Regions from separate parts of the Mus musculus genome. Here all the other regions are linked to region 4. Evidence: chromatin contacts called from public Hi-C, HiChIP or PLAC-seq and promoter capture Hi-C data. All regions are on one chromosome and are shown on one strand. The core of a region is the stretch at or near the end of the contact, and the rest is flanking DNA. Distances in the headings are between cores, read along the strand shown. Region 1 holds the start of Lrtm2 (leucine-rich repeats and transmembrane domains 2). Region 2 overlaps Wnt5b (wingless-type MMTV integration site family, member 5B). Region 3 overlaps Erc1 (ELKS/RAB6-interacting/CAST family member 1). Region 4 holds the start of B4galnt3 (beta-1,4-N-acetyl-galactosaminyl transferase 3).

Region 1 (6,371 bases), core at 3,701-6,200, 960 kb before region 4:
AGTACCTGTTAAATAGCGAGCCGGCTGCAGCACCCAAATGCACAGATATCATAACAGCTTGCCAAGGTTACATGGTCAGTCAGGGTGGGTCACAGGCTTCTGAGTCAGGCTGTTTACCCACTTCCTCAGGGCTGTCACCCTGCAGGGGCCCTAGTAGGGAGACACTTGTGTGTGCACAGAGCTCCCAGACACAGCCTTGAAGCAGAATGGGGTAGTCCCATACAAAGACACACAACTGAGTGTATCATAACACACATGCACTCCCACACATAAGTCGCTAGGCATGTACGTAGGCACGTACATGCATGCACACCCACACACAGACACATGCCTTGCTGGCAGTACTCCAGCACCACTTAGCTGCCATCATTCATGAGGCAGCAAAAGGATAGGATGCCTCATGGTCCCCGCATAGCCCCAGCAGGTGGTACAGGGGCACTTCCGGCCTGGAAGGAAGATCTGCTGAGAACCCCATGAGGCAGCCTTAAAGCCAGGACAGCTTTTTTCTTCAGGTCCAAGGATCGGTGGAGACCCAGGCCATGTCTGTGGGACAGGCTGTGGAGAAGCCTCCTCCAGGCTGACCTCCACCTGAGGTTCCCAGGTTCTTCCTCCCATTTCCCCCCCTCAGGACCCCAGTGCTTATGATGCCCAGGGACCGTGAGCCAACAGTGCAGGCCAGGCTGTTTGTTGTCTACTGAAGCAGCAGAAAGGACTCTGGTGGCTGAGATCCTCTGGAGAAAAGAGGCCAGGAGTCTAGGAGAAGATGCCCCTGGCCCCCGCCCCGCCCCCGCCCCGCCCCCGCTCTGCCTAGGTAGCTGATCTGTCTCCTCTGATTGATGTCAATGCCATCCTGATCCTTGGAGAGATGTGGGGGAGGGGCGCTTCCTAAGCCTTTCCACCCCAAGTCCACTCACACACCTCCCAGCAAAAGACCCTTCTGGCCCTGAACCGCAGAGACTCCTCAGGAAAGGGGTGACCTACATTGGGAGGCAGAGGACAGCTGCTGCAGCAGGCACTGGCCAACTGCTGGAATAAATTAACACTCTGTGGGAGTGGGAGGCAGAATGGAGTTGGAGGTCCTACTTGAGGGAAAGAAACTGTCTTCACCCCTTCCCCACTCCCCACCCCCACCCCACCTTCATCTGCAGGACCTGCACCCAGAACTAACCTGTATTTTACCTTATCCCCAGAAACAGACCAAAGGGACAAGGCTGGGCTCAGCATGATCCCTGGACTCAGGTTGGAGAACGGGGTTGATAAGCTAGGACTGACCAACCTTTGAACCTCCCAAACCAGAAACCTACAGTTTTGACTCCGATGGGCTAATCAGATCAGCTAGCCTGGAACCCTTCAGAAATGCTAAATCTCAAGTGCCGCACAGACAACAAAATCCCAGGCAATTTGGGGACATATTCAAGATTGAGAAGTACAGGCCAGCAGATTGAGCCAGGGCCTAACAGCTACCCAGAAAGCCATGCTGGTATAACTCTAGGTCAGGCAAGTGGGGACAGCATGGGCTGCATACAGTTAGCCTAGAGAAGCTGCGACAGGAAATGGCAGATTTTAAGGAAAAATGAGTCTAGAGCTCACCCAGAACCTTAACTAACCTTGCCTAAGTCAGGCCAAGACAAGGGCACCAACCCGAGGGCCTCATACAAGCTTTTAACATGGGGAGATGCTAACAGCCACAGACAGAGAGCTACACAATGCTACGTTCTTCATCCTCATACAGTTCAGTAAGGTGTCTTTAGCAACATCATAGGGAAACTGAGGCATGGAAAAGGTTAGGAAAATGGAAGAATGTCGTCAATTGGACCTGTACCTGTTTTCTGTCCACAAAATTTTTGACTCAGTTGCCCTCACAAGTTCCTGCCTCAGCCCTACCCCTCATGTAAAGGTTGATTCAGAAACAGAGACATAGCCCCCCATCCATATAGAACTTTACAGTTTATAAGGCATCCATCTCCTCATCACATCTGAGCCAAGAACCAGCCCTGTCCCCATCCTACCCATAGGTTGGAAGAAATCCAGCAAACCTCTCCGGGCTGGGACCTGGGGGATGCGGTGAGGCAGTTGGGGAGTGGAGGATTGGCGCAGCAGACAGGTGAGGCAGGAGCAGGGGGCAGCTGGAGCTTCCACGTGGTCCTGCTGACCCAATGGCTGCTGTACCCACTACTGAGAGGGTGTGGGAGCTGCCCCCTCCCCCAGCTTGGAGCAGCCAGCCAGGCTTGCAGAACATTGAGGCTAGAATGACAGAGTACACCTGCCCTCCAGTTTCTCCCACAGATGGAGGCCTACTCTCCCCATGATCTGGGCTCACACTCAGCTAAACACCAAAAAAAAAACCACCTCACCCCAGGCCTGGGATCCACATGATTCCTTCTTAGCACCCTCAAATCAAGTGTTTGCAACATGCATCAGGGAGTGTCCTCCGCTCCTGATTCCTGGGCCCCCATGCTGTGTCTATCTTCCCAGGAGGTCTCCTGCATCCTCCCCTCCTTGCCCCCAGCTCTATACACCTACAGAGGGGAAGCAGAAAGGGCTTGCATGGTCTACCCGATTTATTCTTCAAGGAATCTCAAGGCTAGGCTAGCGAGTGGCCTGCGAGTCATCTTGTCCCATCTTAGAGGACTTCCAGGGAGTCTGGACATCTGGTCTAGGCAATTGGAATTCCTGGTAGCCCGGAACACGGGAAACTGAAATGTCCCCTGAGCTGCTGTCACTTGTCTGGCCATGAGGCCCTCCCTTCTAGTAAATGCCCCCACCTCTGCCCCCTGTCAGTCACCCCTAAGCACATGCTGCGCTGTGAAGCAGTTTCTAAACCCCTTCTGCTTGGACCAGCCACACGCCCTTCCTCCAAATTCCTCTCATTCTGCTTGGACCAGCCACACGCCCTTCCTCCAGGTTCCTCTCATTCTGCTTGGACCAGCCACACGCCCTTCCTCCAGGTTCCTCTCAGTACGCTGTCTTATCCCCGCCAGCTTCTTGAGCCACTTTCCTTGTGAAATTCTTCCTGTCTCTGACAGAAAGAAACCTTGGAAAGCAGAGTAGGAAGGAAACCCAACACACACGGGGTTGCTCTGTGCCGCTGAAGAAGCCATTGAGGACCCGGGAGGCTCCCACCATTCAACTGCCTCCCTGGGCAGGTGCCAAGGAAGATCACTCACTCCACACCCAAGCCTCATCCTGGCTCCCCGCTCTTCCCAGCCACACACACACACACACACACACACACACACACACACACACACACAATCACCCATTCCAGCGCCTTCCTTTGCCACCCACCTGACTAAAGCAAGACCCTGACTCTGGGTCTTGGCACTTGGAAAATGAGACTAGGGTAAGCTTGTCCTGAGCGCAGACACATCCTCTAGCCAAACCTCAAAGAACACAGCTGGGGGGGGGGGTGGCTTAAGAAGCCCGTCTCTTTGCCTGTCCTGCCTGGTTTTCCTGTCTCCCTCTTCTGGCAGAGCCGGAGCCCTCCTGCAGTGGGAAGGTGGGGGTGGGAGCGCTGGGCTCTTCTTGGCAGCTTGGAAGCTGATGTTGGATTTCCCTACCAGCTGGACTTCCCCCGCCCAGCGCCACATGCTGGCTCCTTCCCCTCCCCCCACCTGCTGTAGTTATCTAAGCTGTGGGCCTGTCAATCTGAGTCACACAAGGCAATGCCCAACAAACCCTGGCAGCCTGGTGCCAACATCCCCACCACCACCCTGGAATGCAGACAGCTGGGGGTGGGAGGCAGAGCAACCAATCAGAGCCCAGTCCCAGACCTGCCGGCCATACAGGAATTTGAACTGCAGATTCCTGGGCAGAATTCAGCGTTATGAAATGGGCCTGGGGCTCCTGAGAAGCAGTGTCCTGCTCCGAGTTGGCCATCCATGCCCATATGAGCCAGGCAGCAGGTGAATGTGACCTCGCTGTACGCTGCCCCCTACACTAAGCACCCGGGGCTTGGAAGGCATCTGACCCACCTGCTGCAAAGGGCATTATGCAGTGGTGGACCACCTAAGCATCTCGGGCTCCTGGTTTGTTTGGCCATCTAGTGTGCTAAAAATCAAGGCCTGGGTTTGTAAGGAAGAACTACCAGACACCCCTCCTTCACTCCCAGCCACACCCCCACCAAGGAGGCTCTATCAGGACTGCAAAGACTATTCCAACTAGGAAGGGCTCCTTTGCACCCTTGTTCAAGGACAGCTACCTCGGGGCCAGCAAGGCCAGCAAGAGCAACTGGTATAAAGGTCCAGCCTGCGCCTCCTCACTCAGTGGGTCCTCCACCCTCCACCCTCACTCAGGCCTCTCAGAATGCCAGCCTGTTTCCAACACCCAAGCTGTCTCCCCCTCCCATAGCTGCCGCTCCTCCCGCTGCAGGGACATTTCCATGCTACCCGGGGCCATCATGTGGCACCAGCACTGCTCTCCTCCCTGTCCCCTCCTCCATACCCCCTCCTTAGCAGAATACACCGCTATGTCCCCAGCACTAAGGAGTCAGAGTTCCTAATGCTCTGTACCTTTGGGTTGCCCAGGTTATCTGGTCCTAAGTGGTTCCCCCACCCCACCTCAGCAACTGCCCTGGGAAGAAAGCCCTGATCATCGTGCAGGGACAGGTGGTCCCTAGTTCCCATACCCAAGCCCTTTGCGCCAACCCCATTCTCTCCCAGAAGCCGCTCACAACTCACCTTTTTGCACCGGGACCTGATGCTCAGACCAGGTAGCCGGACACACGGGCAGCTTGGCAGGCAGAACGCAGGGATGTCCGGTCTGGTTCAGGGCAGCGGGAGACTGGGCAGCGCCTGTGAAGGAGGCGGACCCGCAGGCTGAGCTGCCGCTGCCGGGGAGGGGGCTGCGGGGTCAGCGACAAACTGAAGCGAAAGAGGGAGGGCGGGAGGAAGACAGACCGAAGAGGGGGAGAGGTAGAAGGATCAGAGCGCGCGTGCTCAACAGCAAGCAAGCAGAGGGAGGAGAGCGCGCAGCGGAGTGACAGCTGGGGCGCATCTGCGATGGCGGGCGCGCGCACCGGCCTCCGAAGCTCTGTGGCAGCAGGAGAGCGTTTGTGGGTGAATCTCCGCTGCCCCAGACTACAGGTACTACAGGTACCCTTATCTCCTCTCACCTCCCAGGAGCGGCCATCTCTGGCTGTCTAGAAGGCAGGACCTTCCAAGGGGTACAGGACCCAAAACACAGCCCCGCTGACTGTCTTGGATCTTAGACCTGCCGGAACACTAGGTCTGTCTCCTGTGTCAGACCCCAGTTCTGATAAGGAAAAACCAGCTCCTTAAAGGCTGAGTTCCTCTTACAAGAGGAACGCTGAGGGTCCTCAGAGATGCCAAGGCAACAGAAAGCCCTTTAGACAAGGGGCTGAGTCTGTAGATGTGACCACCCTTGGCCAGGACTATTTGGGAGAGAGAGGTGTCAGAGCACGCAGCTGCAACCTGAAGGAACAACAAGCAGAGACCATGTGCCTCTGTGCACACGGGGAACTGAAGGAGCTGGCCTTGGTGGTCTAAGACCTCTCTCCCAATCAAGACAGAGCAAGTCTAACACATTGCCATTCACTGGCATAAAGAGTGTTCCTTCCAATGCGGGGCTGAGCCAGAGGCTAAGCCAGAAGAGAAGCTGGACTTCCCAGCCTGCAGCCTGAAACAGGCCTCATTCCTTTACATCCTGCCTGTTCAGCAGATGATCTAGCTTGTAGGTAACACAGCATGAATATGTATCTCAGGGTCCTTTCTCTATGTTATATGCAGGGCTGGGCGCGCCTTGATTCAGGACTGCAATCCAGCAGAGCTGAGAGAGTCCCCATCCTCTCTGAAGTTCCCTGTGCCTGCCCTTTCAACAAGGCAACCAGCCACTACCCTAACACTCTCCCAGCTCCTGCCTCAGCAAAACAGACCCTTCAGGAGCACGGTGATCTCTGTGCATAGTGATCTATCCCTGCCTTAAAAACTCAGCTCTGGAAGGTGGGGGTGGGGGCAAGATGGCTCTCCTAGCAGGTAGCAGCACTTGCTGTCAAGCCTAATAGCCTGGGGTCAACCCCGAGAACCCACATGGAGATAAGAGACTCCCACAGGCTGTCCTTGGGATGGACACACACACACACACACACACACACACACACACACACACACACACCATATAAGTAAAATTAACAGCAACACCCAACATCCCTCTACAGGGATTTTTTTTCTCTGTACCACTTTATAGTTCTGATCACAGAGGAGTCCGTGTGGTAGCTTTTTGTCCTGTATTGTGAGCTGTTTGGGGGTAACTTGCCTTACCTTTCCCTATCACCCACAGCTCTATGCCCTCCTGTTGGTTAAATCTATGCTTTTGCTTCTCAAGTAGTTAGCAGCTGAGCAGTTACCCCGTGC
Region 2 (6,056 bases), core at 1,820-4,319, 850 kb before region 4:
TTCCCTTCCCTCTGCTTGGCTGTGGCTCGCCCTGTGGGAACAGGTGTCCTGGGGGATTCCTGCTCTTCCCACGGCGCCGAGGCTTAGAAACCCTGTGCTGTGGGCTGATCCTGGTCCCTGCTAGCTCTGTCTGCTCTGTGACACTCGCCAGGTTTGGCCCATACTCTCTCTATGTACATGATACATCCACTCCTAGGAAGAGGTTGTAAGTACAGGGAGAACGGGCTTCCTGGACCACTTGGAACTAACTGAAGGAGACTGAAGAAATTATGAGATTAATAGAACAACTCTGCACCCAAGCAACAGCAGCTTCCCCTTCAGATATCATTTTTCTCCTGCCCATAAGCTACACATCTGTGTGTCTGTCCTTTTCATTGGCTGCCAATGTCTAGTAGGGCCTTGGCAGAGGCCAGGAATAGAAAGTGAACTATACAACATTGTCTAGAATAGTCCTCCCTCTTCCTTGGGCTTCATTACTGCCTCCCAATTCATGAGCATCAGGGAGCCACACCTGAAGTGCCAGCTACTGGTCATCTTGTATACGGAGTCCCAACTTTGCTCCTTTTTATTGCTACAGAAATCTACTTAAAGCCTCTCATGGTGCATGCCCTGCTGCACTGCATATGGGAATGTTATTGGCTGCAGATGCTCTGGAAATTAACAGAGTTCCCAGGTGACCCAGAAATTCCACTCCTACAAATACCCCCAACGGAAACAAAGATATGTGTCTAAATGGTCCCCAGTGGATGCTCATGGCAGCATGATTCGTAATAGCCAAAGAGAGAGGGAGATAGAGGGACAGACAGACAGACAGACAGAACTCAATTATCCATCAGGGGATGGCTAAACACAATACATGAAATACTAACAGAACAGGGATGAAGTACTAATATATTCCATGCTGTGGATAAACCTTTAAATACCTACATCAAGTGAAGAGGCCATGTATTGCTTGATCCCATTATAGAGAATGTCCAGAATGGGAAAAATCCACAGAGACATTAGCTGTAGCCTAGGGCTGGAGCCAGGGGTTGGACAGTGACAGCTAAGGGTCAATACAAATGCCCTGGAATTAGTGATCGCAGTTGTACATCCAGCAAATACCCTGAAGACCACTGACCTGTGTGCTTTTAAGTGGTGAATTGTATACGACAATGAATGGTATCCCTTAAAGCTGTTTTAACATAACAAAGACACTTGAGTGGGATCAGATATTGAGGAAGCAGTTGTTGTTGGCAGGTCACAGCCATCTCCTGCATTTGTTATTGTACCAGGTAGAATCTTCTGTCTTCCGTCTGTGACTGTCCCATGCTTCTACAATGGGAAGGAGACACCATAGGCTGTCCCAGAGGATGGACAGACAGAATTACAAGGTCTGAAGGCTGGGGGTGGGGTAGGGGGGGAGGCTCCACAGTTAAGTGTATTTGCTGCTCTTGGGGAAGGCTAGAGTTTGTTTCCCAGCACCCGTGTCTGGTGACTCACGACCTCCCGTGACTCCAGCCCCAGAGGATCGATCCAATGACTCCCTCTAGCTTCTGGACACACATAAATAGGCACACACACACACACACACACACACAAGTAAACAATAAACTGAGTCTTAAAGGAAAGGACTGGAGTGAGCTCTACTTCTTGATTACCATGGCACCACACAGTGATGTCAGAAATCAGACCACACTGCTTTTCACAACTAACAGCAAATCCACTCTGGTCTTTTGTTAACAGGAGCAGCCCACGAAACCTCTAACTAGTAGTCGGAGGCTCCACTGTGATCTAGCTGCTACGGTTGACCCTTGCCTTGGTGCTGACTGTAACAATGAATGTGGGAGCCGGGCGTGGTGGCGCACGCCTTTAATCCCAGCACTAGGGAGGCAGAGGCAGGGGGATTTCTGAGTTCGAGGCCAGCCTGGTCTACAAAGTGAGCTCCAGGACAGCCAGGGCTATACAGTATACAGAGAAACCCTGTCTCGAAAAAACAAAAAAAACAAAACAAACAAAATGTCATTTTGCTTTGAAAGAGCTTCTTGGACTATTTAGTATCCCCACATTCATTGTTTTTTGTTTTTGTTTTTGTTTTGTTTTTTTGTTTTTTCGAGACAGGGTTTCTCTGTATAGCCCTGGCTGTCCTGGAGCTCACTTTGTAGACCAGGCTGGCCTCGAACTCAGAAATCCCCCTGCCTCTGCCTCCCTAGTGCTGGGATTAAAGGCGTGCACCACCACGCCCGGCTGACTTTTTTTTTTTAATTATATATTTATTTATGTCTTTTTAGGGAAATATGCATGTGTGTGCAGTGCCTCCAGAGGCCAGAAGAGGGCGCTGGATCTCCTGGAGCTGGAGTTATAGGTAGTTAAAGGTCAGCCTAATGTAGGAGCTGGGAACTGAAATTGGGTCCTCTGAAAGAGCTTTATGTGTTCTTTCTTCCTTTTTTCTTTTTAAAGATTTGTTTGTTTGTTTGTTTGTTTATTATGAGTACATTGTAGCTGTCTTCAGATTTATTGATTTATTGATTTATTGATTTATTTACTATGAGTACATTGTAGCTGTCTTCAGACGCACCAGAAGAGGGCACTGAATCCCATTACAGATGTTTGCGAGCCACCATGTGGTTGCTGGGACTTGAACTCAGGACCCCTGGAAGAGCAGTCACTGCTCTTAACCGCTGAGCCATCTCTGCAGCCCATTATATGCTCTTAAGGAAGCAGGCTGGGCCGTACTCTAAGGGAGTCATTTCTTTTTTTTTTTTTTTTTTTCATTTTTTATTAGGTATTTAGCTCATTTACATTTCCAATGCTATACCAAAAGAAGTGAGTCATTTCTATAAAGCCTTTCAGAAATGCTCTCAGCTCCCAACATGCCACCTGGAGCAGGGTGGAGCCGCAGACCCCCAGCACTGGGTCTCTTTCCCTTCTCCACGCAATTCGGCTCCTAGTGCTCCTCAGGAAAGCGCTGGCCTCTCAGGGCAGCTCATTCATCATTCATTCTCTCTCTTTCCCCCACGATTCTATCACTAGAAAGTTCCTCCTCACATGAAACCAAAATACGCCTCCTTGTAACTAACTTCTGCCTGCTGGAGCAGCTCTGCCTAATCCCCTTCCATTTGTCAGCTCTCCAGTGTTTGAAAACAAGAAACATGCCTTTTACGTGTTCCGTTCCCAACTCGCATATGCCTGACTTATTTCTTCCACCCGTCTTTAGTAAATGTGCTTCTGAGTTAATCAGCCCTCCCCAAATACCTTTTGAAACCATGTGCCCGTCTCTAAATATAATAAACCAGGTGCCACACACTGACTTCCGGTGACTTGGGATCTGAAAGTGTCCTTCAGCACACTGGACCAGCTCTGCCTCTGCTGGAGGGGCGTGGCCAGACTCTGAGGGTGCAGCGCCAACTGCACAGGGCAGCACGTGGGTCTTGGGTAAGAGATTCTTTTGGGGGGGGGGGGTGGGGGGGTAAAGAGATTCTTGCATAGAAATCTCCTGCAAGGACCAGTTCCCCACTGCAGGTTAGATAAACTCTGTGTGTGTGTGTGTGTGTGTGTGTGTGCGTTGGGTGTTTGGAGGGTATCTGGACGTGAAACAGTCACACATGAAAGGAAAAACCAAACCATCTCAAAGATATGAAGCTAGCAAGCCATAGCACTGGGCAGAGGCTTTGGAAGCCAGGCTGCTCTTCTGAGCTGCTCTGCTGCCCTCTGCTGGTGGATGACTTGTGCTGCAGCTTTCAGAAGAAGGAAGCCCTTTTGACACCAGGATCCTAGCAGGAGCTACCCCAGGACATGGCTTCTCAGACATAGAGAGGCTTCAGGGAAGCTATAGAAAAAGAAGTGGGAGTCAGGGCATGTGATACATGCCTTTAATCCCAGTACTAGAGAGGCTGAGGTAGGCAGATCTCTGTGAGTTCAAGCCCAGCCTGGTCTACAGAGAAATCTCCAGGACATGCAGGGTTGTGTAGAGAGACTCTGTCTTAAAACAATAAACAAAGAGAAACAAACACAACAACAACAACTAAGAGTGGCGAAAACCAGATGGACCAATAGCCCTGCCCTGAACAAGCCATCCACTATGCAATCAGACTCAGCAGTATCTACCACCCACCCCCCACTGTGCATGTTCAGGTGTGTGCAATGCATGTGGATGCATGTACATTCCCTCAGTGGAAGTCAGAAGTCCTTGACAAACCAGTCCCTATTCTACTGGGTCTTATTCCGAGACAATAAAAAGAAGGTGTTGGCAATCTTGAATTCACCCAGTACAGCTCCCCACCACACTGCCTCACCCCACTGTGTGCTGTTCCTCAGAAGCTGCCCTCCTTATTTTCTGAGACAAGGACCTGGGGCTCGCAGATTTAGCTGGGTGGGCTGCCAACCTGTCTCTGCGTCTCCAATGTTGGGATTACAAGCATGCATCACCGCACCGTCTCTCTATGTGAGTGCTGGGGACTGAATTTAGGTCTTCGTGCCTTTTGTGTGGGTGCTGGAGATCAAATTGGGTCCTCACGCTGGCAGGGCAAGCAAGTTTTCAGACAGAGTCATCTTGCTAGCCTGTCTGTCCAGCATTCATTCCTTGAATAACGGGAAACAGGCCAAGAAGGATGCTATGCCCCACCTGGACCAGTCTCATGGTCTTACTCAAAACTGCTTAAGCAGGATAGGTACTGTGCCAAGGAGAGGGATGTGTGTGAAGAGAATCCCTGAAGAATTGCTAAGTAAATCCACCAAACCCCAAGTCAGCTTTTCTGGGGAAACTGCCCCTCAGGGCATCCCGGAACACTGGCTCATGCCTTCTTCATAGCCAGGGCTGATCCCAAAGGCAATGGCAGGGTTCAAAGCAGACACCCCTTGTTTTCATTTTTCAGTTTGAGCCTAGGGAAAGATCTGTGTGTCAGGGTCCTAATAGAATACGTCAAAATCTCTACCCATCCCCTACCCTAAACAACCTTTCTGGAATCCTACTTTGGGAAGGCCCTATCTGAAGCTACCTCCAGAATGCAGAGTAGTGGGGCACTGCCCAGGGACAATTTGGGAGACAAGACTACCAACACCTTCCTTTTATGGTCCTGGAGATAAGAACCCAGCCTGGTTTCTCAATTTCTTGCCAGGGAGGGGAGAATTGCATTTCAAAAGGACCTAAGACAATTAGACTCAACTCACACCTCCATCTGGGCAATAGGACAGCCATGATCTCACCAGCTGGGACAGGGAGGAGGAGGGACCCCTCCCCCACAGTGGTCCTCTTACCTCTCACCTTCCTCCTCTAGCACTAGTACTCACATCCCTTTTCAAGGCAGAAAGCCTGGCCTGGAGCTGGGCCTGGTTAATGGCAGCTATTACCAACCTGGCCTCAAGCTTTCACCTTTTGCTCAAGGGCTCAAGTAAAAAAGATGTTAAATATACAATTTGGGATATTCTCCCTCCACCTCCACCTCTGACTTTTTTAAAGGGGCCCTTCTAGCACTGAGAGACAAAGGCAGCCATGGCAGGCAGGTTTCTAACCAACTTCCTCCTTACTCAGCCTTTCCATTCCTTCTCAGAGTGAGTCACAGACAGCCCCAGGATTTGAGGTAGGGAAACGCAGAGCCTCCTGGGGCTCCCTCTCCTGTCTAACAGGATGCTTCCAAGCCTAGGAAGAATGCAGTGTGGGCTTTCGTTCATGCTATCAGGCTATCTATCGATGCACCAGGCAGGAAGACACAGGTCCAGAGGCCTCTTACCTATCTGCATAACTCTGCCAAAGACAGATGTGTTGTCCACGGTGCTGCAGTTCCAGCGCCTCTGTCGAAACTGGTGTTGGCACTCTCTGATGCCCGTCTTGGCTCCCTCCCCGATGTAGGACATGTGCTCCTGATACAACTGACACAGCTTTCTCTGGCCTGGGGAAAGCCCAGGAAGTTGGCTGCACACGGGCTGAGCGCCAATGATGAACATCTCCGGTCTCTGCACTGGGTTCAGAGCTAGTGACCTACAACATCAATCCAGAAAGAGAGAGGGCACGGCTGTGAATGCACTCATGGGTGCGCACAGTATTACCGACTCCTCCACCCCCTCTGCGACGTTCTCCA
Region 3 (6,532 bases), core at 2,803-5,302, 510 kb before region 4:
ATTGTTAATATAATTTATTTGTATATTTGTTTATTTTGAGACAGAGTCTCACCATGTAGCCCTGGCTAGCCTGGAACTCACTATGTAGACCAGGCTAGCCTCCAAGTTGCAGCAGTCTAGCTATTTCTATCTACCAAGGACTGGGACTGCAGGCGTGTGCCATCATGTCCAGTTTTTTATAATAATTATTTTTAATTAAACCATAATATACCAAATTCTTCAATTTTCTTTAAATGGTTTATAAAAATCAAAGTAAATGACTTTGGATCTAAAGAAAACCTGATTTGAAACCACACTGCCAAGCCTCCGTGCGCCTGTCTTACCATACATGGGCCTGAGGCGCACACATAGGAAACAACAACCCTGGTACCAAATGAACCCCACTACAGGAGAGCAAAGGCCCTTTACTCTTGGAACTTGTCTAAAAGAAAAAAATTTAACTTGATTTAGAAAAAAACGAATCTGAGGGGTTTGACTTAAAATACCCAAAAAAGTAGTCTTCTACAGTAAGAAATGAATGAGCTGTCTTCTACAGGAAGAAATGAATGAGCTGTCTTCTACAGGAAGAAAACTTCATCTGAACAAAGTTCCATCAAATCATTTCAGAAGTTCTTACAGAAACGAAAAGTTAAACTGTAACAACATGTCCTTAGTTCTTACTTAAATAAAAGCTTGCAATAAGTAAATGGAACCAGTAATTCTGACTTCAATTCTAGGACATTTCCACATGGGAGACACAACAACAACAAACCTTTAAGTCTATTAAATCATAAAGCAGATCTTTACTAACACTAACATGGAAAAGTATACATAAATGTTCAGGCCTCTGGGAACTGGAGAATCCGCTCCATACCTTATTTTTCATAAACTTTGAGTGGCTCCTGTACACCTCCATTTGCTTCATCTCTTCCTCCCGCTCCTCACTACTCAAAGCCCCATTTGACTTCAGCATCTGAATTTCCTCTTCCAGGTCTCGGAGCCCACGCTCCATGGAAGAAATTTTTGAATCCTAGGAACAATAGAAGAGTTGAGCATTAAATTATTTACAAAGATTAAAAGTAGACAAATAACTGTCTCTCAAAAATTCAGAAATTAATAACAGTCACTATACAGAAGCTGCTGGGCAGCATGTGGGAAGAGGAAGACTTACCCTCACAATGGCCACACCTCTTTCTTCCTACAGTTACAACCTTCCATCTCAAGCAGACATAGTTAACCAAAGAGGCAGAAGCGATGGATACTAAATGTATCAATACATTTCTAGTGGGGTTGGGGGAACTATAGGTAAAGCCTTTTCTAGTTCTAACGCTTCACCACTCAGTGACCTTTAGGGGGCATGTTTCTGCCAATAAATAAGAGAAATGAATACAAGTTTTAAAGAATTGTACAATGAAGTTTTAATTATGCATACAATAATAATTATCTAGCATTCCAATTGCAGAAAAATTTGAAAGTGAGTATATCAATGGTTACTTTTTATATTTTAGAAATCTTATTCTCTGTACTTCTGGAATATATTTGAAATATCTATAAAATGTTTCCATGGCTCATGTCTATAGTCCTGGGTATTAAGAATGAGACAAGAGGATTACTTGATCCCAGGAGTTCAGGGATAGCCTAGGCAATATAGTATACCCTCCTATCTCAAAATATAGTTAAATAATCAATCACTCTTCTTATAAACTATTACCACAAATATCTTGCATTTTTCTAGTCTTAAGTTCTTGATTCATTTGTGACATCTGAATAATCCTCAACTAACTTCAATTGTGATTATTACAGCAAAAGGTCTTCATAAAATAATTTTGTATGTGTGATTGAACATGCTTAATTTGCCTTAAAGATAGGAACTTTTAAAAAGTTTATTTTATTTGGAGCTTTAGAGAGAATATTTTGGGATGAATTTTAAAACTGACTTCCTTTGTAACTTTACATCAAAGATACCTTGGTTGGCCGTGTTGGCTATTATAATTCCTGAAGCAGAAAGATAAAACATAAGAATCTGTCACAAGACAACTTCAACCAGCAATTTTCCAGTTGGGGGAGCTGAGGGGAAAGAGGTATCCTTGCCTCGCCCATAGCCTACATTTCAATTGTACTATCTGAAATTCACTTTTGAGATTAATATAAAATGTTCTGCAAGTATCAGGACATGGTCTCTTTAAAATGACTAAAACACCAGACACAAATAGCTGAGAGTCAAATGTAAGTTTTGTTGCTACACCCACATCCAAGAGTAACAAGAGGGAATGAGCAGACAGGAAAAGGGAACATATCTCTAGCACAGCTTTGATCCACAAAAGACAACAGAGATGCAGAGTAAAAGCCCTAGCTCTGTCCATCCACTGTAGACGACCTGTACAACTTCTACAAGGCCTTTACCCAAAGCCTTACTTCTTCTCCACCAATACCAACAACACAGGACAAAATCAACCCACTATCAAACACACAGCACAAAAACTTCTTTCTAGAAAAGCCCATTACTGCAAGCTGTGAAAACTTCAAGGCAAACATGGCCTGTCCAGGGGAAGATCTACCCATTTACTCTCTGAAATCAGGTTGAACAACTAGTTATTGTTAGTACAAGCTCAAGTGGTACCAAGAGGTTTTGTGAGGACAGCTCTCCCAGTCAGCTTCTGCACGTCTATGTGAAAAAATGCAGGTCAGTGCATTCCCTTCCACTTTCCCCCTTCACTGTCAGCCACTCCTACAGGGCGCTCGAGGATCTACACCTTGAGATATTTACCACATTTCCAATTCCAAAGGTTGTCTCCTTTCCCAAGCAAAACTTGACTTTCCTTACAGATCTAGTTACCCTGAACAATCTCATTTTGTAAGGCCAGAGAGCAGCTTCCAACCACCTGGAAAGCACACTTCTGGAGGTGTCTGTGAGGGCGTGCATATCCAGGGAGGTGGTTAAGGTGAAGGCCAACCCTGAACAAGAGCAGCACCAACCCATGGGCGAGGGTCCAGAACTAAATTAAAAAGGAGATGCAAATGGAGCCAATACTCACCTCTCTCTGCTTCCTAACTGTGAACAGCGTAACCAGATGCCTCACGTGCTCACTGCCTCATCTACACACTCAAGCCATGATCCAAAATAAACCCATCTTTTATTAAGTCACCTTTGCCGGGTGTGTTGTTATAGCAATGAGAAAAGTAACCAATGCACCATCCACTTGACCCTGGTTGACAGAATCTCATTTTACAATATAAGCCTGCAAAACTTAAAATATACATACTGCCAATTAACAAAATCACACACCCCTGATCTGTGAGAAGAAGAGAAGGAAAAAAGCTACACATGAGTTCATGTTTTATCCTTAGGCATCAACAGGGATGAGGAAGTAACATGCACAAACAAACCTATACTGTGTGACTAAGGGAAAGCCATAAAATTAAGCCATTCTAAAGGCCTCCTGTAAGATTATATTCAACCTTGTAATTATTTAATTCCAAAGAACCCATAAACTAGTAATTTAAACTTTGTTTGATAAATCCTTAACCCACTGAAAAAAATATACATAATTTGAGCAAAGTTTTATCACTGCAAGCCAAATTTAGTTGTTGCTAGCTAAGGCTACAGAATGAGACTTTGCCTCAAAACACACACACACACACACACACACACACACACACACACACACACACACACACATCAAAAGAGGCAGGAGGTATAATACAAATCAAGCCTCTTCTAGCCTCTAAAGAAATTAAAGAAAGTAGAGGATAAGTTCTATTTAAATGGGCTTTTATGAGAAAAAACATAAATCAGGTAATGTAGCACATGCCTATAATCCTAGCACTGGGAAGGTAAGACAGGAAGACCGCATGTTCAAACTCAGCCTAGGGCACAGGGAGAGGAAAGGAGGACCATGGATGGCGGTTACTTTTAAATACCAACTGGCCACAACCAAGAAGTCACCTGGAAGAGTCTCAATGAGCAATTATGTACATCATCAGCCTGGCATTTGAACATGTCTGTGCAGGGACTGTTGTGACTGCAGTAACTGAGGTGGGGTGGAGCCTCACCCTTAATGTGGGTGGCTCCAGGTCATGAACTGAGCTCTGAACTGTACAAGGCAGAAGAAAGCTAAGTGAGAGTCATCCAGTAGGCAGCAAGACTACAGCTGCTTCTCTCTGCCCCTGGCTGTGAGACTATATGACTAGCTGTCTCAAGCTCCTGCCTCTACTACTTCCCTGCAATGGTGAACCATAATGTGAAACTGTAAGCTGAACTGTCACAATAAAGGAAATCAGAATACCATGTGTCTAATAAAAACACTAGCAACACCACCTGACATCAACTGTTTACTATGTGCAAGGTCCTGCTCTAAACATTTTACATGTTAAACTTACTTTCTTCCTTCCTTCCTTTCTTTCTTTCTTTCTTTCTTTCTTTCTTTCTTTCTTTCTTTCTTTCTTTCTTTCAAGATCTGAGGTATAAAGAGGTTAGGAACTTGCTTCATATCCTATACCTGATAAAATATCTGCTAAACTTTAAATCAAAAGAATTTAACTCAGACAGCAAACTCTTATAACTCCTGGAGATTCCTAACTTATTACTATTTTTCACTTCTGGAGTCCACTAGACATGAGAATCTTTCCAATGTGTTGACATTTGAACTGATAAAGGAAACAATTACAGTTTCCTCTCAGACTCCCAACTGAGCAAAGTACTGTTACCCCTTCTACACATGCACGGAGTGTCTAACCGTTAAGAGTAAAAGGTGACTCCAAGATTCTTCATGAGATTCCCACTTACCTTCATTTCAATAACAGTTTGCAAGGCTTTTGTCTTGGCAGAATCAGGGGCATTTTCAAATCTCCGGTGCATCTCCTAAATAAAAGCGGAAGAGAGTCAGTGGCTGCCTTTAATTCTCATGCCTTTGGGCTTTAATTTGCAGCTCTGGCTAGCCTGGAGCTCACTATGTATACCTGACTGGTCTTAAACTCACGCAAATCCACCAGACCAAGTGCTGGAAATTAAAGATATGTGCCACCACGTCTTTTGTCAAAAACCTTACTGGTGGACCAGGGAATCTAGACTGATTCAGCATACATCCTGGAGGATCCCTGGCTCTAACTAGCTATTTAAAATTAGACACAGTAATAACAACTACTACTGCAATAGTAAAATCTACCATATAGATTGATATATCAGTAAGACTTGAAACCAAAAATACAAATGATCTAAAAAGAGGAGGGGTGGATAGGAAAGATCCTTTTAAAAAGAAGAGATAAAGGCCACTATAACCAGCGTGCACTGCATAGAGGTGTTGAAATTACCTCTGTTGACAACATCTTCTCTACAGCATTTACCTCCAGAGTAACAACCACCTAGTTACCTATGATGAAAACCTCCAGTGGGGATCCAGGGAGGCAGAAAAAGTCTGTTGGACAAGTTTCTATGTAGTTCAAAATCAGAAAACGTTGCATGTTAAAGGCACATGTCTTTAGTCCCAGAATTCTTTCTAAAAGAGACGGGATATTGTAAAGAAACTAAACTTTTAACATGTTTGAATTTGTAAGGCTGTGGAACTCTTTAAGTCTATAACACGTGTTGTGCCGTGATGTCTTTATTAATATGTGATCTTGGGAATAAATGAAAAAGTAAAGGTTGTAGCTTAGTAGTGATGTGTTTGTGCATCACATTGACAAGGGGTCACTTGTGCTGACTAGTTGGCACAAGTTATGGCAACTTGACATAAGAAAGGATCATTAGAGAAATAGGAGCCTCAACTGAGAAAATACCTCTATACTAAGAGGCTATATACAAACCTATAAGCTATGAAAAAGACCATAATATAATATTTTGGTTATTTCTTTCTCCTAATTTACTCACTGTTGCCTGACCAGGAAGCTCACTGATCAACTTTTCTTAAATTCTTACAGAACAGGACTGGAGAGATGGACCAGCAATTAAGAGTTCAACCGGCTTTTCAAGAAGACCTGCATTCAACTCCCAGGTCTCACATGGCAGAGTTGTGAGCTCTGTAACTTCAGTTCCAGGAGATCAAACATCCTCACACAAACACACATGCAGGCATAACACCAATACACATGAAATAAAAATAAATAATTAAAAAATTCTTACAGAAAGAAAAGCTCTTTTAAAAGTGTTTTCATACTATATTCATTTTTTTCTTTCTTTCTTTTTTTTTTTTTTTTTTTTTTTTTAGAGCATCTCTGATTTTACTTTTAGAACAGAATGGTCAACTGCTAATGTCTATGAAAATATTCCAAACTCCCAAAAACCTCACAACCCGAAAAAATTCTGGCTCAAACATTTAAGGGAAGACAGACTCAATCTTAATTAATATACACTGCTACAACCAACTTCAGCCTTAAGTATTTAACTGGATATCATACTTACGTACTTATCAAACATTTCAAAAGCTATTTTTCAAGATCAGACTTCAGCAGCATCCTAAACTTGTATCACACATGAAGCCATTCATACCTTCCAGTCTCCACTAAACCGAAGTCAGGAAATCTACTTATATGTACCTTCAAAACATCCAAATCCAAA
Region 4 (6,858 bases), core at 3,301-5,800:
TGCTCACCATCTCTCCAAATGTCTCCACTTCTATGAAATTACTCGAAAGCTGTGTCCCATTTCCAGAACTATCACAGCAACATCTACTTCCTACTTTTGAAAAACTTAATGTTGGGCAGGAGAAATAGTTCACTGGTTAAGAGCACTGACTGCTCTTCCAGAGGTCCTGAGTTCAATTCCCAACAATCACATGGTGGCTCACAACTGTCTGTAATTGGATCTGTTCTTCTGGTGTGTCTGAAGACAAAAGCGAGTGTGCTAAATCTTAAAAAAAAAAAAAAAAAAAGCAAAAGAAAAAGAAAAAGATAAACTTAATGTTTTGTATTTTGGTTGTTTCCACATAACCACCTTGTTCTACTCCTAGACAGAAAGATATAGAAAAAAAAAAAAATACACACACACACACACACACACACACACCACTGGCTAGTGTTCTGTCAATGACGACACAGGCTGTAGTCATCAGAGAGGAAGCCTCAACTGAGAAAATGCCTCTATAAGATTAGGCTGTAGGCAAGCCGGTAGGGCATTTTCTTAATTAGTGATTAACGTAGAAGTATAAGCCAAATAAAAACCCTTCCTCCCCAATTTACTTATGGTCATGATATTTCATCATAACAATGGTAATCCTAATTAAGACACCACATCTTGGTCATCATATCTAAATGACCTAGCACAGCCAGGTAGTGGTGGCACACACTTTTAACCCCAACATTCAAAAGATAAAGGTAGGTGATTTTAGTGAATTCAAGGCCAGCCTGGTCTACAGAGCTAGTTCCAGGGCGACATGGAGAAACCCTGTCTGGAAAAGTAATAAATGAATTGATTAATAAAATGACCTAGCACAGTGCTTTGCTTGAGCAATGTGTTAAACAGACAACAGAGTGAATGGCTGTAACTCTTTCAGCCAAGGGACCCTTTTCTATTTGTTAATGATTATAGTTGTTTTCCTTTACAGGGCTCCCAATTGTGGTTGTATCTTTTTCTGCATATGGAGTCCAAATTGCACACCATCCATATCTTAAACTACTAGGTTATTTTGTGAAGATGGAGCAGGAAGTGTACTCCCCTGTCATTACTTTGCCACCCTAGAGTTTGTGACTGCCATTCTCTATACACTTTTGCAGTGCGAAACCGATATACCCTCACATGGGAACAAGCAAATGACAGGTTCTGGGCGATGGAAGCCAGCCCCACAGATGACAGGAAGGCGGGTGGTGGACTGAGTTGGCAGAGATTGCAAGAAAGTGGCACGGTGGCTCATTGGGAAACAGGCCAAGCTGGGGTTCTGGTGGCTGTGGTCAAGACCAGAGTACAATCCTTTGGGGGGGGGGGGGTTAATAGCTTTCCGACTCTGGCGCAGCTAGTATGCAGGGTGTGGACTAGGAAACACCACAATCCCCTTCCTACTTCTCCATTCCTAATCCCATCCCCTTCCCCTGAGGACTAGCTCTGACTCAGCACAAAAGGGAATTTTTATGCAAAACACCTGCACTTCTTAATGACAAAAAAGAACAGAGTCAGGTAGGGAGGCAGAAGCAGGCAGATCTCTGAGCTCATTGCCAGCTTGGCTTAGAGTTCCAGGATAGCCAGAAATAAACAGAAAAACCTTGTCCTGAAAAAAAAGCCAAAGAAAAGAAAAGAAAAATAATGGGAACAAATACAGCCACACTCTAAATCCCACCCCATAAGGAAATCAAGGCAGGATCAGGACACATTTCCCAGTGGATGGACCTCAGGATCCTAGGAATCTAAGAAGAGGAAACTGATCCTCAGTGATCTTTAGGCTCTTGTTAGAAATCACAAGCAAAACTGGGCATGATGGCGCCCACTGTTAATCCCAGCACTTGAGAGGCAAAGGCAGGTGGATTTCTTAGTTCAAGGCCAGCCTGGTCTATAGGGTGAGTCCCAGGACAGGCAAAGTACACCCTGTCTTGAAAAACCAGAGAGAGGGGCTGGAGAGATAGTTCAGTGGGTAAGAGCACTGACTGTTCTTCCGAAGGTCCTGAGTTCAAGTCCCAGCAACCACATGGTGGCTCACAACCATCTGTATTGAGATCTGACACCCTCTTCTGGTGTGTCTGAAGACACCTACAGTGTACTTATATATAATAATAATAATAAATAAACCTTTTTAAACAAGAAAAACCAGAGACAGACAGACAGACAGATATCACAAGGAAGACAGGCTATGTGTGGCATTCCCCATAATCCTCCTGCACTCGAGAGACTGAGGAAGGAAGATTTTGAAGTCAAGCCCAGCCTGCAAGTTGCTGCAGCCTGGGATACAGAATGAGTGGCTGTCTCAAAAAGAAAGAAAGAAACCACAAGGAACACTAAGTCAATTTTGGAATAAGACACTGAGAACACATTTTTGGAGAAGGGTCGGTTTGGAAAAAGAAATAATTTTTTAAATAAAAACTTAAAAAGGCCACAAGTCTGGTATGAAGAAGGCGGCAGGATCCAGAGACCCAGAGCCAGAGTGCAACTTATTATTATTCTGGCCACCTGGACCTGGTCTCAGAAGAGACTCGTGACACCTGCGGCAGAGGACAGGCGAAAAGGAGCAAAGGCAGCCACTGACTTCAGGATCACAAAGCGACTGCTTCCCTGTCTATTTTATGTAGACTATCCCACTAACCAGGCTGGCAAAGGCCTTCCAAGGAAGATGAATCCACACCTCCCACCGTTACACACTCCAAGAAAATTCAGCTACCTGCAACAAAACCTGAGGAGGAAGAGTGGGGTCAAGGCAAGGAAGACTTCTTTGTAAGACTACATGCTTGTGGCTGAGTGCAACCGTCCTCGGTCTTCCCCCAAGTAGGGGCTCTCTCACGTTGGAAATGTTCAAGTGTCAGAGGCCATACAATCTCCACAGCCCAACTGAGAGGGACCCTGGAGACCATGTAGGCAGGATTCCTCTTGCCTCTTGATCTCTAGCTACAGCCATAGCTTGATCCCTTGTAACAGCATCTTCTAGTTCACAGCCAGAATTGTGTCCACAGCCATAGAGAGGTAGGGCTATAAGAGTACATCTCCAAACCGATCCTGCTTAGTTACTGACTAGGACACTCATTTCTTCTTCTGAGCCACAAAAGATAAACCATCACATCCAGCTAAGAGAAAAACTGTTGGCCAAAAAAATCTACCAGGAGGGTAGTCTTTGAGTTTCTTAAAGCAGGAAAGTGAGACCCAGTGAGAAGATGAAGTAGAACTTCCCCCCACACCCCCCCCCCTCAAGGCTGGAGAAGAGCACCTGACCCTTCTCGAAACTTCTCCACTCCTTTCTGGCTACTAGATGACTTTTAATTTTATTAAGCCTATCAAAAGTATACTGAAAGTCACTGTGGGTAATAATCATATCCATTGAAGAGGGGATAGGCCATTTCCTCCCCTTTTCCTAAGCAGAAACTTGAGTGCTTTGATGAAATAAAAATACAAGTAGGAATTTACTCATGGCAGGGTCGCCTTGGGCGGGGTCTGGGGAGTTTGTTAGATCTGTGGGTATTGCGGAGAGTGTGAAAACACTGGAGGAGGCAGTCTGGACCAGCAGAGAACCACGCATTCAGGAGGTGGGACTCTTGGAAAAAGAGGCGCACGCAAGGCGGGAAGGCCAGGCGTCTCTCTCGGAGGTGCTTTTTGAAAAGGAACCCCCGAAAGCTCGGCTGGAGGGGAAACAGCGAGCCAACCACTCCAGCAAGCCGAGGGCAAAGTTGGGGAGGCTCTGATCGCAGCGTGTGGCCGAGTGCGCCGCAGCCCCAGAGCCCGCGCTCGCAAACAGCTCTGTCCCGCGAGGCTGTGGCTCCCGCACGGTGGAAGGCGCCCCAATCCTCCACCAGCGCTCCGGATGTCCTGAGAGCGTCCCGGCTCCACTCTGTCCTGAGTGGGCAGGCCAGGATCAGCGACCCACAGTGGCCTCGACAAGCCCAGGTCCCCAGGAAAGCGCGGGGCGGCGCCGGCACCTGGAATCAGCTCGGAGAGGCGGGTCCCCGCCCGGAGCGCCCGCCCACCTCCGCCACCTCCTCGCCCCCCGGCGCTACTTACTGTGGTTCAGGGGGTTCCCGCCGGCCTGGGCCGACGCCACCAGCTCCAGATACAGAGTCCAGAGTCCCACCGATACTACGGCGAGCAGCAGCAGCAGCCGGAAGCGCCTCCTCAGCAGCTTGATCGGGCGCAGGAGCAGCATCAGCAACGCGGCGCGGGGGCTCCCCATGGCGCTTCGCCCAGCCTGCCGCTCCAGCACCCGCTACCCACCCGTCGTTCCGGCCCGGCTCCGCCGCTCAGCGCGGCGCACAGCCAGTCTCCCCGGGTCGCTCTCCAGCGGGCCGACTGCTCATGCTCGACGCGTTGGGGTGATCCTGGGCTGCGCGGGTGCCTCGCAGGTCGTTCTCCGGCCGCGGAGCCGGGCTCCTCCTCCCCAAGTGTCCGCTCCACGCCTCTCCTCGTCGCAGGCCCGCCACCTCCCTCCCTCTCTTCTTTCTCACTCCAGCGCTCTGCCCAGGAGGCTCTCCTAGTTGCCCTCCGGCCCCTGCGCTTGCTTGCTGCAGTTAGGGCGCTTTCTCTCAGCTCCGAGCATTACCTTACTCCCTACCTGTCCCGCCCACGCCTTGGCCCCGCCCCCAGGCGCAGGTGGGCCCCGCCCCCTAGAGAATGAGGGAAGGGGAGAGGTGGGGCCAGAGAGAGCTGGTCCCTGGCGTACTCACCGGCTTGGAGTTATGTGGGAGGGTGTGTGGGGTGATGATGAGGGATATGGGACTGAAAGAAGATGCGAGCTAAGACATGGACTCTGTGAACCAAGAAAACCCAGTCACCGTCAAGATATTCGAAGGCGCTCTTTCGAAGCTTGCTGTGGGGCTGAGACACATTTTTTTTAAGTGACCTCTGTGACTTTGGCCTCAGGACCTTTCTCTACCTAGAAAGACCCTAGTCACAATTAACTGACACTTCATTCAATCTTAACTGTCTTCCAAGTCAAATTTGAATACCGTTTTTTCCCTGGCGCAACTACAACTGAAAGGCACCAGGGGAGCCTTTACAAGGAGTTTCTCCAGTTTTAGGTGTTTTGGGTGAAAGATTGTTGGAGATTAAAAAAAAAAAAAAAATGGAGGGGCCACTCAAGAGCAGACCAAATGCTTAGCATTCAGGAGGCCCTGGGTTCCATCCCAGAACCATGAAAGAACTAGGGAAATGGAAAGGGGGTCTGGCAGAACTGTAGAGATGGCTCATCTATTAAGAGTGCATGGTCTGGGTCTGGAGAGATGAGATGGCTCAGTGATTAAGCATCTTCCAGGGGTCCTGAGTTCAATTCCCAGCAACCACATGGTGGCCCTCAGCCATCTGTAATGGGATCTGATGCCCTCTTCTGGTGCGTCTGAAGACAGTTACAGTGTACGTACGCATAAACAAATAAATCTCAAAAAAAGAAAAGAGAAAAGAGTGTATGATGCTCTTCTTCAGGGCCTGAGGTGGGTTCCCCAAACCCATTAATTCCAACTTCCTCTTCTAGCTTCTGCTCCAGCCTCCACTCACATGAATATACCCACACAAAGAGGCACACATGTACATTTGAGAAATAAAATATTTTAAAAAGAAAGAAAAAATGAAAAGGAGAGGCACATCTTCCTTAAGCTGCCCGTACCACAGGTGGATTCGCGCTATTTCCTTCCGAGTCTCTTCTTTTCTCCCAACTCTCATGCCACATAAAAGGTCTTCTTTTATGATTATAGAAGCTTTGAAAGAAAGGTCAAGGCAAGCTTTTTAAAGTCAGCCAAGGTCAGCACAGAGACAAAAGAAATCTAGGGGTAGAGACTGCAGAAGAGAAGAGTGATCTGGCGTACATACCAATTGTAGGAGAAATGTTTAGCATACACAAAGCCTTGGTTTTGATTTCCAGTGTAGGTGAGTGCAGCCGCATGTATACGCGCCCCCATCTCAAAAAAATCCTTAAGAGAAGAGGAAGAGGGGAAAGAGACTGATAGAATACACATTACATGATAACAGAAGGAACCTGAGGGAGGAAGGCAGTCAGTAACAGAGGGGTAAGAAGTGATGAAAAGGCTGTGTGGGAGAGGGCTGAACAAGAACATAATGAAGTGTGTGAGTGTGCGCATGCATGCGCATGTGTGTAAAACTACCATAAGAAAACTCGGGAACTGGAGAGATGGCTCAGCTGTTACGAGCACTGACTGCTCATCCAAAGGTTCTGAGTTCAAATCCCAGCAACCACATGGTGGCTCACAACCATCCATAATGAGATCTGACACCCTCTTCTGGGGTGTCTAAAGACAGCTACAGTGTACTTACGTATAATAATGAATAAATCTTTAAAAAAAAGAAAAAGAAAACTCAACATTTGGTATACTAAACTCTAAAAAAGTAATTTTTAAAAAAAAAGATCTATTTATTTATTATGCAGACAGTAGTCTGCCTGCATGTATGCCTGCTTGCCAGAAGAGGGCACCAGATTTCATTATAGATGGTTGTGAGCCACCATGTGGTTGCTGGGAATTGAACCCAGGATCTCTGGAAAAGCATCCAGGGCTCTTAACCTCTGAGCCATCTCTCCAGCCCTAAAACATTAATTCTTTTAAAAAGGAATAAAAAGGTGCATAGAGCAGCAATGTTCTACGCAGAACAATACTTTTAAAAATAGACATCTTTTAGACTTATTTTACTTTATGTATATGAAAGTTTTTGTCTGCATGTATATATACCCTGTGTGTACCTCAGAGGTCAGAAGAGAGCAATATGGAATTACAGACAGTTGTTATCCACCATGCAGATGCTAGGAATTAAACTGAGGTGCCCTGGAAGAACAACCAGTACTCTTAACCACAGAGCCATCTCTCCAGCCCCTGA

What was found. Promoter capture Hi-C pulls out the DNA fragments that hold promoters and counts their contacts. A called contact is a pair of places that touch in the nucleus more often than the background predicts. HiChIP or PLAC-seq counts read pairs in DNA pulled down with a chosen protein or histone mark.
Region 1: a contact with region 4 is called in a promoter capture Hi-C map of pre-B cells. The contact joins the promoter of Lrtm2 here to the promoter of B4galnt3 in region 4. A contact is called at or near these places in 3 of 39 promoter capture datasets (the 3T3-L1 cell line, liver and pre-B cells) and 1 of 9 other capture datasets (adipose tissue).
Region 2: a contact with region 4 is called in an H3K27ac HiChIP or PLAC-seq map of embryonic stem cells, with 5 times the contacts expected there. The contact joins the enhancer-like site here to the promoter of B4galnt3 in region 4. A contact is called at or near these places in 4 of 39 promoter capture datasets (HPC-7-derived erythroid cells, embryonic stem cells, hematopoietic stem and progenitor cells and 1 more), 1 of 15 datasets of contacts at CTCF or cohesin (large pre-B cells), 6 of 115 datasets of contacts at active chromatin or transcription factors (embryonic limb bud, embryonic stem cells and neural tube) and 1 of 9 other capture datasets (embryonic stem cells).
Region 3: a Hi-C map of olfactory sensory neurons shows a contact between it and region 4, with 3 times the contacts expected there. The contact joins the enhancer-like site here to the promoter of B4galnt3 in region 4. A contact is called at or near these places in 18 of 39 promoter capture datasets (the 3T3-L1 cell line, 3T3-L1-derived adipocytes, the C10 cell line and 12 more), 1 of 15 datasets of contacts at CTCF or cohesin (large pre-B cells), 28 of 484 Hi-C or Micro-C datasets (B cells, the Ba/F3 cell line, CD4 T cells and 22 more), 9 of 115 datasets of contacts at active chromatin or transcription factors (astrocytes, bone marrow-derived dendritic cells, embryonic forebrain and 5 more) and 4 of 9 other capture datasets (adipose tissue, embryonic stem cells, liver and 1 more).

Annotation. Positions count from the first base shown.
Region 1 is chr6:119,325,816-119,332,186 of GRCm38.p6, forward strand. Lrtm2 (leucine-rich repeats and transmembrane domains 2) reads right to left here and starts at 4,951. Exons shown (of 5, transcript NM_172492.3): 1 at 4,680-4,951. The region is part of intron 26 of Cacna2d4 (calcium channel, voltage-dependent, alpha 2/delta subunit 4); the gene reads left to right.
Region 2 is chr6:119,440,627-119,446,682 of GRCm38.p6, forward strand. Wnt5b (wingless-type MMTV integration site family, member 5B) reads right to left here. Exons shown (of 5, transcript NM_009525.3): 3 at 5,709-5,956. Among named protein-coding and RNA genes, the nearest start is that of Gm40397, 24 kb to the right of the region's middle. Within about 2 kb of position 3,070, at least 61 of the 459 cell types and tissues checked have an H3K27ac peak or open chromatin away from gene starts, as enhancers often do.
Region 3 is chr6:119,778,624-119,785,155 of GRCm38.p6, forward strand. It overlaps Erc1 (ELKS/RAB6-interacting/CAST family member 1), which reads right to left. Exons shown (of 21, transcript NM_053204.2): 5 at 4,766-4,840; 6 at 854-1,009. Among named protein-coding and RNA genes, the nearest start is that of Erc1, 66 kb to the right of the region's middle. Within about 2 kb of position 4,053, at least 17 of the 459 cell types and tissues checked have an H3K27ac peak or open chromatin away from gene starts, as enhancers often do. A contact at or near this core is called in Th17 cells and olfactory sensory neurons, where this site is marked.
Region 4 is chr6:120,290,347-120,297,204 of GRCm38.p6, forward strand. B4galnt3 (beta-1,4-N-acetyl-galactosaminyl transferase 3) reads right to left here and starts at 4,551. Exons shown (of 20, transcript NM_198884.2): 1 at 4,045-4,551. The coding sequence starts at 4,213.